Linked DNA regions of Mus musculus: region 1 is linked to region 2. A link is a contact called in public HiChIP or PLAC-seq data. All regions are on one chromosome and are shown on one strand. The core of a region is the stretch at or near the end of the contact, and the rest is flanking DNA. Distances in the headings are between cores, read along the strand shown. Region 1 has its middle 64 kb from the start of Gm39314. Region 2 has its middle 41 kb from the start of Spata19.

Region 1 (7,067 bases), core at 3,863-6,362, 290 kb after region 2:
ATAATAGTGCAGCTAATTTATCACTCGGTGGGGTTGGGGCTGAAATTGGCCCAGAATGGAGAGCTGAGCAGGGTCTTGTGTGTTAGTGTGCTCACACTCTGCACCTGCTCCTCCCTTCTTGCTGCTTCCCTGAATATTAAGTAGCATCCTGTTGTGGCTCATCAATTTTATCCCTGGGCCCAATATAATCCCATAACTATCTTCATGATCTCCTGTGAGACTGGGTTCCTTGGCTGGCCCTCTGGCCTCTGAAGTCTTAATGAATTGTGGCAATTAAGCAGGGCCACCTGGCCTCTGTTGTCTGCTTTCCACCATCCAGCAGAAACTGTCCAGCTCAGGCCTGTCATGAAGCCTTCTGCCCTTGGCTTTGACCTGCAGAGGAAAGCACTCTGAACTTCTTGGTGATGTGAATCCAGTGCTTTCCTCTGACCTTACTAACCTGTCCCCAGAGCCTCCTCTGAGTCTCCTGGCTATCCCTAATGATAATGTATGTAAATTAGCAGGTCTACTTTCTAAAGTTTTTGTTTTTTGTTTTTTGTTTTTTTGTTTTTTTTAATTTCTTCATTCAGCAACTTTTAGAATCAAGTCAGATATCTCCAGTGCACAGAGAGCAATGTGCTGAGGACCAAGTCATGTGCTCCCAGTGTAGAGAGAGCAAGCCCCTCTTTCAGGTGCTTCTAAACAGTACCTCACAGATAGATGGTTCATTTCCTTCTTGTCCTGAGCAGGTGGCCCAAACCAAAGTATTTGCATTAGCAGACTCTCTAGAGGAGCCATGGCTCCCTGACAGCCTGTGCTGCTTCCCTGTTATGTAAGCCTTGTGTCATCCCTCTCCCTGCCAGACGGTCTCCACAAGCTCCTCGGTTTACCTCATGGGTGTTTCCACCAATAATCTTTTATATCTAATTCCATCTTGGCATCTTTCCCTTGCTTTGGGGACTTAGATTAAATTGTACAGACTTCTGCTATCTCACTGAATATGTTCAATGATTTCTTTTGTATTTATATTTTGTAAGCCTGTCTTTTAAAAAAGCTTTATAAATTTTATTATATATATATTTAAAAAACCCTTTGCAATTCCTAGTGGACTGCTGGCACCAGGGACACCCAACTCTGTCTGTATTCCTGGAGGCCTGCCAGCACCAGGAACAACCAGGCCTGCCAATATCTGGAATGACCAGGGATGACTTCACACCAGGTCCCGTACTCTCCAGATCCCCGTAGGCACACCCAGCAGAGGTAAACTGTGCCCTGTCCCCTGAACTCCATTTGCAACACACAATGCTGTCTGCATTCCTGGAGACCTGCCAGCATCAGGAACTTCCAGGTAAAATACCTGCCCTCCAAATGCCCTACTTGCCTAGTAACCCTAAAGCATACCCAACAACCATAGACTGCACCCACTCCCCTGCACTCCACTTTCTGGCCCACATCTATGCCTGTATCCTTGGTGGCCAGCCAGCACCAGGACACCAGATAGCTAAAGGCCAGAATAAGAACACAATCAATAAGATCCAGGGCACTACCAGAGCCAACTCTCTTACTACTGCAAGCCCTGGATATTCTAACACAGTCAATGCACAAGAAAATGACTTTAAATTCAATCTTACAAAGGTGATGGAGTCCTTTAAGGTAGAAATGAATAAATTTCTTAAAGAAATACAGGAAAACACAACCAAACTGGTAAAGGAAATGAATCAAACTATTCAAGACCTGAAAACAGAAACAGAGCATTTGAGAAAATACAAAATAAGGGAATCCTGGAGATGCAAAACCTAGGTAAGAGAGCAGGAACTCTAGACCCAGATGTCATCAGTTAAAGGAAGAAAGACTCTCGGGCATAGAAAATACTATAGAAGAAATTGATACATATGTCAAAGAAAATGTTAAATCTAAAAAGTTTTTGACAAAAATGATCCAGGAAATCTTGGCTACTATGAGAAGATCAAACATAAGAATAATAGTAATTGAATAAGAAGAAGAAGAGGAAAAGGAAGAAGAGGATGAAGAGGAGGAGGAAGAGGAGGAGGAGGAGGAAGAAGGAGAGGAAGAAGGAGAGGAAGAAGGAGAGGAAGAAGAAGAAGGAGAAGGAGAAGGAGAAGGAGAAGGAGAAGGAGAAGGAGAAGGAGAAGGAGAAGGAGAAGGAGAAGGAGAAGGAGAAGGAGAAGGAGAAGGAGAAGGAGAAGAAGAAGAAGAAGAAGAAGAAGAAGAAGAAGAAGAAGAAGAAGAAGAAGAAGAAGAAGAAGAAGGATCCCACTCTAAGGCCCAGAAAATAGTTTTAAAAAAATCATAGAAGAAATTTTTCCCAACCTAAAGAAAGAGATGCCTATAAACATAGAAGAAGCTTACAGAATATCAAAGAGATTAGACAATAAAAGAAAAATTTTCTGTCACATAATAATCAAAACACTAAATCTACAAAACAAAGAAAGAATATTAAATGCTTTAAGGGAAAAAGGTCAAGTAACATACAAAGGCAGACCTATCAGAATTATACCTGACTTCTCAGCAGGGACTCTAAAAGCCAGAAGGACCTAGGCAGACTCTTGCAGTCTCTAGGAGACCACAGATGCTGGCCAGCCCAGGATACTATACACACCAAAACTTTCAATCAGCATAGATGGAAAAAAAAACCCAAGATATTCCAAGATAAAACAAAATTTCAACAATATCTATGTAGCATGAAATATTAAAAAGCAATCCATGGTATCCCAGCAAGGCACTGGGCTGGCTAGCCCGGCACTGGCAGGCATGGATGGCCTGTTCTCATCTCATAGAGACTCTCTGACCCAGAGCTCTGAAATCTCTCCACCCAGCTTGCTAAGTTCTCACTGGCAGGTTGCTACCACACCAGCCCCATGCATCCAAATTTTCATGGCCTTTTGGGGTACACTTCTTGCAAACCCAGGTTTTGCCACCATACCTTTCTCTCTAGAACCCAGTTGAGTCATTGTGTGAAGGAAAACCACAAAAACTTAGTTTAGAATTAACAGGTAACTCAAATATTGGGCTCAGCAACTAGCATTCTAATTTATAAGCCAGTCTAAGTTCAACTCCTCTGGTGGTGAATCCTGGGGGTTCTGCCATCTAAACTGGGGACCTCTTGTTAGCCACATATTGTCCTCTAAGCTCTCCATGTCCCAAAACAAGTATCACGCTCCTGCCTCCCCTCTTCCTTTCACCGACCTGAAAGTCCTGCCTGCCTACTCCAGTGATTGGTCCCCTAAAATCTTTATTCATAAGGAGAAGGTTCTGCCACATATATATCTATAAATCCATCCCTACAGAAGATACTAGAAGGAAAACTCCAGCCCACAGAGGTTAACTATACCCAAGAAAACACAGAAAATAAATAATACCACACCAGCCAAACTGAAAGAAGGGAAACACACACACACACACACACACACACACACACACACACACACACACTGCTATTATAAACATCAAAATGACAGGACTTAACAGTCATTGGTCATTAATATCTTTCAACATCAATGAACTCACTTCCCTCAAAAAGGCACAGTCTAACAAAATGGATGTGAAAAGGGAACCCATCCTTCTGTTGCTTACAAGGCATACAAGAAAAAATACCTCAGCAGCAAAGATAGACATTACTTCAGAGTAAAGGGCTGGAGAAAAGTTTTCCAAGCAAATAGACCCAAGAAGTAAGCTGGAGTAACCTAACCATTATAATAACTAATAAAATAGACTTTCAACCAAAAATAATGAAAAATGAAGAGGAAGAACACTTTATACTCCTTTGGGGTGAAAGGAAAAATTCACCAAAATGATATCTTAATTCTGAATATCTATGCCCCAAATTCAAGGACACCCACATTCATAAAAGAAACAATACTAATGTTTAAAACACACATTGAACCCCAAACAGTAGTAATGAGAAACTTCAACATCCCATTTTCACCAATGGACAGGTCATCGAGACAAAAACTGAATTGAGAAATAATAACAGAGGACCTAAAATAGCTACAGAACACTTGACCCTAACACAAAAGAATATACCTTCTTCTCAGTACCTTTCACAAAATTGACCATATGCTGGTTACAAAGCAAGCCTCAACATATTCAAGAAAATTAAAATCACCCCTTGTATTTTATCAGACCACCATGAATTAAAACTGGACTTCAACAACAACAAAAACAATTCATGGAAACTGAAAAAAAAAAAATCTCTACTTACTGATCGCTGGGCCAGGGAGAAGTAAAGAGGGAAATTAAAGACTTTTTAGAATTCAATGAAAACGAAGGCACAACATACTCAAACTTGTAAGACATACTAAAAGCAGTGTTAAGAGGAAAGTGTCTTCATTAAGAAATTGGAGAGATCTCATACTAGCAACTTAAGAGCAAGAGAGCAGAACAGAGGAGAAACTGAAGTCTCTCTCTCTCTCTCTCTCTCTCTCTCTCTCTGTGTGTGTGTGTGTGTGTGTGTGTGTGTGTAAGCATGGACATCCATGTTAGGATGATTTAGTTAGACATAGAGTATGTGTAAGCCATACACAAAACTGAGACAACAAACTGGAAGGAAAACTCAGCTTTGATAACCTCCAAAAAAAATTGCAATTTACAAACTTTTTTCTCTTTTGAGGCTAAATATTTTTTTGTTCAATCTTAGTTGATGATGAGGCCATCTTATTGAATTATTTATTTATAATTTAGTTCTTAAAAACCTTTATAGGTTTCAGTCCTATCCTAAGGGAAGGAAAGAGAGAAGGATGTGGGCAGCTTGGTGTTTTCCCTGTGAGCAACAACGTTGGCTTTCACACAAACATTTAGCCAAAGGAAGGAAGGAAACAGACTTATAACTGTAGGGCCCCTGAGCCTATTGACAATCTTCTAGTGCCCAGACCTCCTCCCTGCTCCTGCCAGCTAGGGTCTGTGTCCCTGGAGGATTCTAGGTGGAAATAGAGATCACTGAACAGTGAAAGCGAAATAATGAGGCCCCTTGTCTGTGACTTTTCCCTTCACATCCGACAGCGAGACAGCGACCGGCAGCGACCGGGCAAGCTCACAGCTAATATCTCCCCCTGCTTGGCTCTGGCTTCTGCTCTGAGCGTTCATGGTGTCCTCCCCTGCAAGGCCCTAATGCCTTAGCTGCAGGGGCTGTGTGTGAGAGGGAGCTGAGGAAGCTGGCTGCTCTAGGAGCACGTGAGGACTGGGAGCCGGCTCCGGAGGGGGAAGGTGTCTTCATTCCATATGCAAGTCACTTAATGAGAAGGCTGCATCTGCTATACAGCCCCCACCCTGGGGAAGGCTGCCAGCTTTCCTTGTGGGTGGCTGGAGTAAGCCTGGCCTGCACACAAACTCCTCCAGCTATCAGAATCCTCAGAGGCTCTGCAAGCAATTCCTTGGGGGGGGGGGGGGGGAGGGGAGGGTTGCAAAAGTACATCCCTGAGCATGGGGGGGGGGGGGTGCTTCTCAAGCCTGTATATACTCAGTGGGCCTGAGTATGGACCCACTCCAATCCGGAGGTTTCTAGAGAGATCTGCTCCTGTGTGTCCCTTTTGAACACTGATAATGCCCTATTCAATCTTTTCCTCTGGTATCTTAGTTTGCTTTTGTGGGTTGGACAAATCACTGACCGAGACCAAATTTGGGTGGAAATGGTTCATTTAGTTTATAAGAAAGAGGGGAGAAGCTCAAGGAAGGACCCTGGAGATGGGAACTGATGCAGAGACCATAAAAAGCAGGTTGCTTACTGGCTTGCTCCCTCTGCTTTGCTCAGCCCAGGACCACCTGCCTAGAGATGACCCTGCCCACAATGGACTGGCCCCTCCTCTATCAATCAGAAATTTAAAACATGCCTCATTTCCACCGCCACAGGCCAGTCAGATCCAGGCAATTCTTCAGTTGAGGTTCCCTCTTTTCAGGTGACTCTAGGTTTGAGTCAAAATGACAGCTGAAGCTAACTATGACACCCGGGTTAAAGCAAAACAGGGGTTTGGAAATCTTGGCTCATGGACCTCACCTTTCCTCTCTAAGAGACTTTGGGCTCTTGGAAGGACAAGAAGGGGTAGACAGAATGGCTACTGAGGTGAAGAGAGTCCAGTGGTGTGTTCTGCAGGGGCCCTGGTGACTTCCTCATTTCAATCTTAGTGTTTGAAAATCTCAGTTCTCAGCCTTCTTTGTAGTGCTTTCCCCTTCCCCCTCTTTCATGAACTACTTTAGATGACATCCAGAACATCTGTTCAAGGAACACTCTAAAATTTTTTCAATTGTAAAAATACAGAAAATTACCAAGAACAATACAACTGAAGTGCATATCCTCGGCGTCCAACACTCAACAGTTATCAGCATCTTGTCATCTTTTGTCCCTATTCACTTTTCTTTTTGAAGATCAAAACTTACAAAGAAAACTGAAGTTTCCTTCAACCCACATTATCTTCTTTGTGGCTGTCTTGGCTCCCCGAGTCAGATATGACAGTCCCTCTCTATGGTTTTAAGTGTGTTTATATCCAAAAGTGACACACAGTCCTCATGCTGTCTCCAGGGGTTATCTCTAGCCATACTTATGTCTCCTTAATTGTTAAAGGTTAGTGCATTTTAAAACATATTAAATGATCTTTGTGATACATTTATTTCCTTATACTTATTTTCATTTTTGTCAGTGTGTTACTATTAACATCCATGAAATGTAGCCAGAGATGTCTCAGGAGTTAAGAGCATTTCCCTGATCTTTTCAGAGGACCAGAGTTGAGTTCAGTTCCCAGCAACTGTGTCTAGTGGCCCACAACTACTTTTAACTCCAGTTTCAGGGGATTTAATGGCTTATTCAGGCCTTCAATGATACTCGTACATGTGTGGCACATATACATATATACACACAAATATATGTACATATGTGTGTATATGTTATATGTAGATATGGCTATATATCATATACATTTTAAAAGAAAATTATTTTTAATACACTTAGTATATTTTAATATACTTTAATATTCTCTTACGGGTATGTAGGAGTTTTTCCTGGGGTATTCAGAGGTAGAACTGCTGGACTATAAATTATACTACTTGCAATTTTATTAAATACACCACTGTTAAATTAA
Region 2 (6,972 bases), core at 2,484-4,983:
TTGATCCTTTGAGCCTTTGCTTTTACCTTCTCTCAACAGTCCTGTTCCTAGGCTCTTTCTCACTCACCACCTGCTCTTTTATTGAAGCAGAGTATGGAAAAACCCCTGACTGTTCTGGAACTCACCACACCAGGCTGGCCTCAAACTATTCTGCTCTATCTTTGCCTCCTGAGTTCTGGGATAAAGACAAGCACTTCCGCACACCGTCCCCCATTCCTCTCTTCTATACCATTGACACTAGATCCTGGAGCTTACACCCTGGTCTAACTTGCCCTTCAGAAGACAATCTGGCCAACTTTTAAGGCTGACTCAGAGCCTGTGGTAATTTTGAGCTCTTAGTTTTCGCTCAGATTCTGTGCTGTCTAGCCTGGCCATATCTTCTTCAATGTGGGTTCTAACTTGTCTGTGCTCCCTTCAGTCTGCTGAGTGTCCTCCTTAGGGTCTTGAGCTCTCAGGATCACCCTGCAGCAGCAGCAAAGCTTCTGAACGAACCTGAACAACAACAGCAAGGTAAAAGTCCCCAGGAACAGTACTTGATCTCCTGTCTGGCATCCTGGGGCCCCAGATGGTCCCCTTTCCTGAAAGGACATAAGCAGTCCCACTACATTAGTAGATTTAGATGCAGGCCAAGATGGAATTGTCCCAGCTCTGTGCAGGGTGCTGCAGGGTGCGAAGTCCTATTTTGAAAGTGCTGGTGAAATGCTCCTGTGTTTTAGCTGCTGCCCTCTTCCTGCCATGTAGTGATGTGCTCTCTCCTCCAGGAAGGGCCGCCGGCACAAGCAACTGCAGTTTATTGGAAATCTGGAGGGACTCTCAACAGAGTCACCCCGTGTTCCTGGAGAAACAAGGGTCCTCTCCTGAGAACCTTAGTCTCATTGATAAAAGCATGTAAGAGCACACTCAAAGGGAAGCCTAGGAACACATTAGATTTTAAAAGCAAACTTCCAGGGCAGGCAAGCTGTAAATCTTGGCAGCTGCCCGAAGGATGAAGATGAAGCAAAGAAAGAAACAGTCACATTGTCCTAGCTAAGCCAACATGGAGGTCAGCCACATGGCTGGGGGTGGGGGTGGGGGTGGGGTGGAGCTTTTGAGAAAGAATGAAGCACCAAGAGTTAGAAGAGCATACTTAGGAAAGATGGGGCTGTGGGGGGAAGGAACACTAACATTTCTTCTTTTGAGTAATTCAGGAAAGAGGGCTGAATTACAAAGCTGCATGCCTGTTGTACCCCTGTAAGCTACTGTGCAATGGATGGGATTCTGGGAAGGAAAAATACATTATCTCAGTAAAGGGCAACCACTACTCCTACCTCATTAGCATGGCTTAAGGTGAACTTGCCTTCCTTGGCCCCCCCAAACCCCCCATCCTGCTTTTCTGAGGGCTGGTCCCTTAGCCTTATCATCAACCTGCCCAACTGGAATGCTAGGTCTCTACTTAGGCTAGAGATTTTATCCTGTCGACCAGAGGGGAAGAGTTTTCTCTTAATGGGCCCCTCATGCTTCTGTGACATTTGGTCTAGAGGGGAGAGGGGCCCAGGCCACTGAAGCATCATTTGATCTGACCCTGCATGGACCCCGACCAAGGGAAAGGTCTCAGTATGCCAGAACGAGCAGGGTACCTTGTGAGTACCTGACCCCTGCTCACAGGCCTTCCTATATATCCTGAGCTGACTGTCTTGATAGAGAGGTAAAGGTGTCCTTTCAGTCTTTTGGGGGGAACCAGGAAGGATTTAATTAGGAGATCAGAAGTTACAGCTGTGTGGGTGTCTGCAGTTCACTGGGACCGAAGCACAGTTCAGAAATGACTTCGTTGCTTTAAATGATATCTCTGTTTACACACGAGACAGTTTGTATAATTCATGAGGATTTTGTATCATTTACCAGCGGGGGGAATCAGCAAACATGGTTTCCACGTTCTGTTCTTGTAACTCTGTGGCTTCCAGTGTTATACTTCCCCACCTGCTCGCTCGCTCCCCTGCTCCCCATCTGCCCACAAGGACCCTGATAAACACAGCAGGTCACACAGGTGACACGTGCAGTTCATAAGCAACAATTTCTGGCCTCACGAGCCTGAGGAGTCCATGTTGCTCCTCCCATGCTCCATCTTCCTCCTGCCCCAGGGAAGAGAGGAGCAAAGTTGGGGGTTTCCTCTTCAGTCACACATCTGTGCCGCCTAGAGTGAAATGAACAAGCCGTTGGCTCCAAGGCCCATGCTTTAATTCTCCAAAAACAAGAGTGAAGGGGGGTAGGGACAGAAAACAAAACAAAACAAGAAAACCAAAACCAAAACCAAAACCCCAAACCAAAACTGAATTTCACACCATGAAATTTGTTGCTTGCAGGAGAGAGCTGGCTTTCTAACCCTTTTGCCTCTTGGCCCTTCAGACTGTGGCAGTGGCCACCCGAGGAGAGAGGCACCCCATGGGTGTTTCCTAATGTTGTATTTTGATACAACAGGATTTGGTGGGGGCTTTGCTAGGAAAATTCTGGGTTTGTGTGTCACAGTGGCAATGGGACCATTTATCATGTGTGTCAGGTGGGGGTACATGTTTAACCATCAGTACGATTAGGCTAGCAGTTTGAATTAATAAGGAGCTAAAAGTCACCACCATGCACATGTGGGTGAGCTTGCATGTACACACACACACACACACACACACACACACACACACACACACACATGCACGCACGCGCGCGCACGCCAGAAATCAACAAGTAGCTGCTGCATAGACTTCACAGTCACCATTCATCCTTACATTCATTCTTCTGTCTCCTGTCTTCTGCTTGCTTCCCTGTCACAAATGCTTCTGATCCTCCTATTGCTGGGAGAGATGCAATTATACACAGGGCTATTGTATTCTCAGTGCATACGGGCCCATATGCTGAAGGCTTTCTTCTCTTTAAGAATCCTTTGAAATTTCATTGTCTCATCCGAGGACCAGATCAATGACTGCTGCTCAATTAGGTTTCTATGGGTAGAAGACAGGGAAAGAACTCCCATCCCTGTATCCAGTTGCAAACATCATTTATTAACCCGAGGAGCAAGGGGGGGATTTAGGGCTTTCCTAGCCAAACAGGGAGAGGTTGAATGTTTTCAGTCTTTAGAGGCCCAGGAACAGGGCTCACAGGCCGGCACCGCACCATCACTTCCTTGCTGTGTAAAGTTGCATTTTCGCCAAAAGCCCTTCTCAGTGCAGGCAGAAGCCTCTGTTAAAAGCAAGCCTGGCATGGCAGCTGTCCCAGGCCTGGCTCCGTTCAGGCTCTCCCCACCCTCCCCCACTTTCTGGAGGTGACTTCTGTGGGCAGGGCCTCAACAGAGTCATCAGGTCCCCCTCATTCCTGGGCTCCACTGTATGAGATGGTCTCAGCTGGAGGCAGCAAATGTAGGGGAGAAAGGGCTGATTGAGTTGGGTTTGGGACCCCTCCAAGTCCTGCAAGGCTTGCAAATGTTTAGGGAGAGATTTCCATATCACTCTAAAGTTGCTTGTCTTTCTCCCAAAGGCAAAGGCTGCTGCCAAGACTGGAGGACTTGGAGGTAGAAACTGCCCTAAAGATAGGGAAGCGAGCAGGATCCATTTCTGGTGTGTGTGTGTGTGTGTGTGTGTGTGCGTGCGTGTGTGTGTCTATACATGCACACATGGTGGTGGGTTTTAGCTCCTTGTTAATTCTCTGTAATAGAGCTCACAGTGCTAAGGAAGCCTAGGACTTCACTGGGCATTTGGCCAGCTCAGCAGAGGCAGTGTGATGTCTGGGAAGGGAATTTTTAGAAGCAAATGGAACGTTGGAATGGGGATCCTGGGCACAATGGAATGGCTTGCAGTGCAGAACGGCCATGTGTTATAGTTAGTGACCCTCAGTGAAGCTACTGCCGAGCAGATGAACCCGGAGGAGGCAGTGGCATGTACTTGCAGTTGGTAGTTTCTGGATCCCCACTGACAGATGAGAGGTCACTTACAGACTCTTATGTGGCCAGGATGGAGATAGTAATTTCTTCAAATTGTCTGACCAGTGATTCTCCTGGAGAAGGATGAATCACAGCTGGGGTAAGCTGAGCTGAGCAAGAACGAGAAGTGAAAGTTTGGGAAAGCCCGTCTTTCCGTCTTCCCAATTGTAAGGCATTGAGTTTCCACAAAGCTAGGTCAGTGATTTCATCCATCCATCCATCCATCCATCCATTCATTCCTTTGGCAGGTTAGCAGCTATTTCTTATGTGCCATGTACTGTGACACACTGAGAAAGAGGGCAGAAGATTCTCTGCAAATGTTGCAACTTGTAGTTTGCAGTAATTCCAATGGTCTCTCACCCTTAATCTAATGAATCTATGGTGAATTGTGTGGCCTAATGAGAGAGCTGTGTAGGTCCAGGGCTCCACCCTTCCAAATGTATTAGTGTTGACTATAAAAGGGACTTAAAGATAAGAGTTTGATCTCTCACTCCAGCGTTCACGTTCCCTTCTGCCTTCTGTCATGGAATGATATAGCAGCAAAGCCACAAAATGTGGCTTTTGATGTTAACTTCCCAGCCTCCAGGATTATAATCTATGACTCAGGTCATCAGGCAAGTACCTTTACTGGCTGAGCTCTCCCTCTTTGTGACCTGCTTACCATTTGTTTCCATCTCTGAGAATGCAAGGTACCTTTCTCTGGTACCCTGGTACCTTTCTCTCCAGTCCATGATATCACCCTGGCACACCATGGGGATGTATTAGATGCTCACTGAGAGAATGAGAGTCAGATGAGTAATTTTCAATGATTCCCTTGCGTAAGTTGTGAGGCATTTCATAGAAATCCAGGAGACAAAAGAAGGTGGGGATTAATTGAGGAGAGGTGGCCATGGCCAATGGGCAAGAGTGAACAAGAAGCACTGGTGGGCAGGAGCTGAGTAGTGTGGTTGGTTAGGAGAGAGGACAGGGAAGGTTACATGGGGGTTTCTGGCTATGGGAGAAATAGTGTTATGTGGTAAGTAGCGGTTCAGGGGAGGGCTCTCTGCATGGATTAGGGGTGGAGAGAATGAATTCATCATGGGTCCTGATGACCTATCACTGGTCAGTTTTGGTGTTACTTGGATTTCTTGCTTCTTAAATAGAAGCTGCCTCCCCAGGAGACTCTGGCCTCCCTGCCCCGTCTGCTTCTCTATCAGTACTGCTCTTCCATCTGGTTCTGCTGATGCGCTGAGTTTCTTGTCCATGCCGGGCATCAGATGTGAGGAATATTAATTCGGCCTTTGAGATGCTCCCTGCAGAAACAGTGTCACCAGACACCACCACCAGAATGCTTCTGCCTCTTGCCCGATCTATACTTGTGCATGAGCAGGCTTGCAACCATTCTGGTCTCCTGCACTTTCCTCCCTGCCTAGGTTGCCTAGGTTGATGGACAGGTGCTGAGCTCACATCCTGACCCTGATTACATCACTCCTTTTCACTTGGCTAAAACTGATGAGACAGAGCAGCCCTTTGATGTAGATCTGTACAAGATGCAGATCTTGTAGATGACCACAAAACCTGGGGCTTACATGTGGTCAGTCAGAAATGTGGATGAAGAGACAGGTGAGGACAGCACAGTCCTGAGCTGACGAACCTGGTAGACTTCTGGAGAGCCATGAGAACGCAGTGAGTAGAGGACCTGTAGATATGCAGAACATGGAGAAGAGATCATAGGAGGGAGGCACTGTGTGCTGAGCAGTGAGAGGCCAGACTTTATCCTCCACAGGGTCGGTAGGGTCTTATTTTCTTCCTCCTTATGTGTTAACTGCTGCTGTGAGGGAAAAGGACTCAACCTCTTCTTCCCATAAGAGGAAGTTGTACAGGAGTCTCCCACTCTTCATTTCTCCTTATTCATTTTTAATTTCAAATGCCTAAATAATAATCTTAGGTGCAGAGCTATTCCTTGGAGCTCTGTCAGCCTACCAGACGCCACACCCTTAAAGAAAACTGACTCCTCCTCTCCGTGGATTTTGTCTGCGTTGAGCTTGTGCAGGTCTTGCACATGCCATCACAACTGGTGTGGGTTCGTTTGTACAGCTGCCCTTTTGTTTCTGGGAACAATTCTCTCATTGTAGTCCTTTGCCACCTCTGACAGCAGATGACTGTTGTAATCTACCCATCTGCCTCTTATAATCTACCCAACTGTCTTCTGAGATAAGTCCTGAGCCTCTGGAGGAGGGGGAGTGATATATATGTACCATTAGGGTTGAGAATTTTAGCATTTTTAAAATACGCCTATTGACATTATAAAACATTGTTTTGCTTGCGTTAAGCTTTATGTAATTGGTTTCACTGTGTGAAAGCTTCCACAGTATTTTTTTTTCATTCAATATTGTGTATTTTAGATTTGCCCAGGTTATCGACTAGATGTCTAACTTTTCATTTCTATTGCCGGAGAGTAGTCTTGCATGAATATATCACAATTTACCCATTCTTCTGTTGATGGTCTTTCAGATTGTTTACCCATGTTTTTGTTTTTCTCAGTGACACAAAGTGTTTCTGCAAATATCCTCTAACATGCCTCCTAGTACATCCAGAGAACTTCTCTAGGGGACATGCTTACAAACATGCTGTTGTCAGGTCTTAAGAGTATACATGTTGCCAGGCATGGTGGTACACATCTTGGATCCCAGCACTAGGGAGGCAGAGGCAGGAGAATCTCTATGTGTTTGAGGTCAGTGTGGTCTACCTAATGAGTTATGGGCCAGGTAGTACTATATAGAGAGATCCTGTCTCAACAAAATAACCAACCAACCTACCAACCAACCAAGACTGTGAGTGTCTTTTAACATAACCAGATTCAGTTGAATTGTTGCCAAAGTGACCCTTCTTTTGTTTGGCTGTGAGAACTTATTATTCATATGCTCATCAATGTTTGATATTACCACGCTTTCAGATGTTTGCCAGCACGTGGATGTGAAATGACAGATTCCAGGTGTACATGCATGTTGTTAGTAACTGTAGTGATGGTGCCTATAATTTCATATGTGCAC

The links. HiChIP or PLAC-seq counts read pairs in DNA pulled down with a chosen protein or histone mark.
Region 1: an H3K27ac HiChIP or PLAC-seq map of oligodendrocyte precursor cells shows a contact between it and region 2, with 5 times the contacts expected there. The contact joins two enhancer-like sites. A contact is called at or near these places in 2 of 15 datasets of contacts at CTCF or cohesin (large pre-B cells and pro-B cells), 8 of 484 Hi-C or Micro-C datasets (the 63-12 cell line, the BV-2 cell line, cerebral cortex and 5 more) and 2 of 115 datasets of contacts at active chromatin or transcription factors (large pre-B cells and oligodendrocyte precursor cells).

What each region holds. Positions count from the first base shown.
Region 1 is chr9:27,723,954-27,731,020 of GRCm38.p6, forward strand. No RefSeq gene overlaps it. Among named protein-coding and RNA genes, the nearest start is that of Gm39314, 64 kb to the right of the region's middle. Within about 2 kb of position 5,113, at least 63 of the 459 cell types and tissues checked have an H3K27ac peak or open chromatin away from gene starts, as enhancers often do. A contact at or near this core is called in cerebral cortex and oligodendrocyte precursor cells, where this site is marked.
Region 2 is chr9:27,434,263-27,441,234 of GRCm38.p6, forward strand. No RefSeq gene overlaps it. Among named protein-coding and RNA genes, the nearest start is that of Spata19, 41 kb to the left of the region's middle. Within about 2 kb of position 3,734, at least 36 of the 459 cell types and tissues checked have an H3K27ac peak or open chromatin away from gene starts, as enhancers often do. A contact at or near this core is called in cerebral cortex and oligodendrocyte precursor cells, where this site is marked.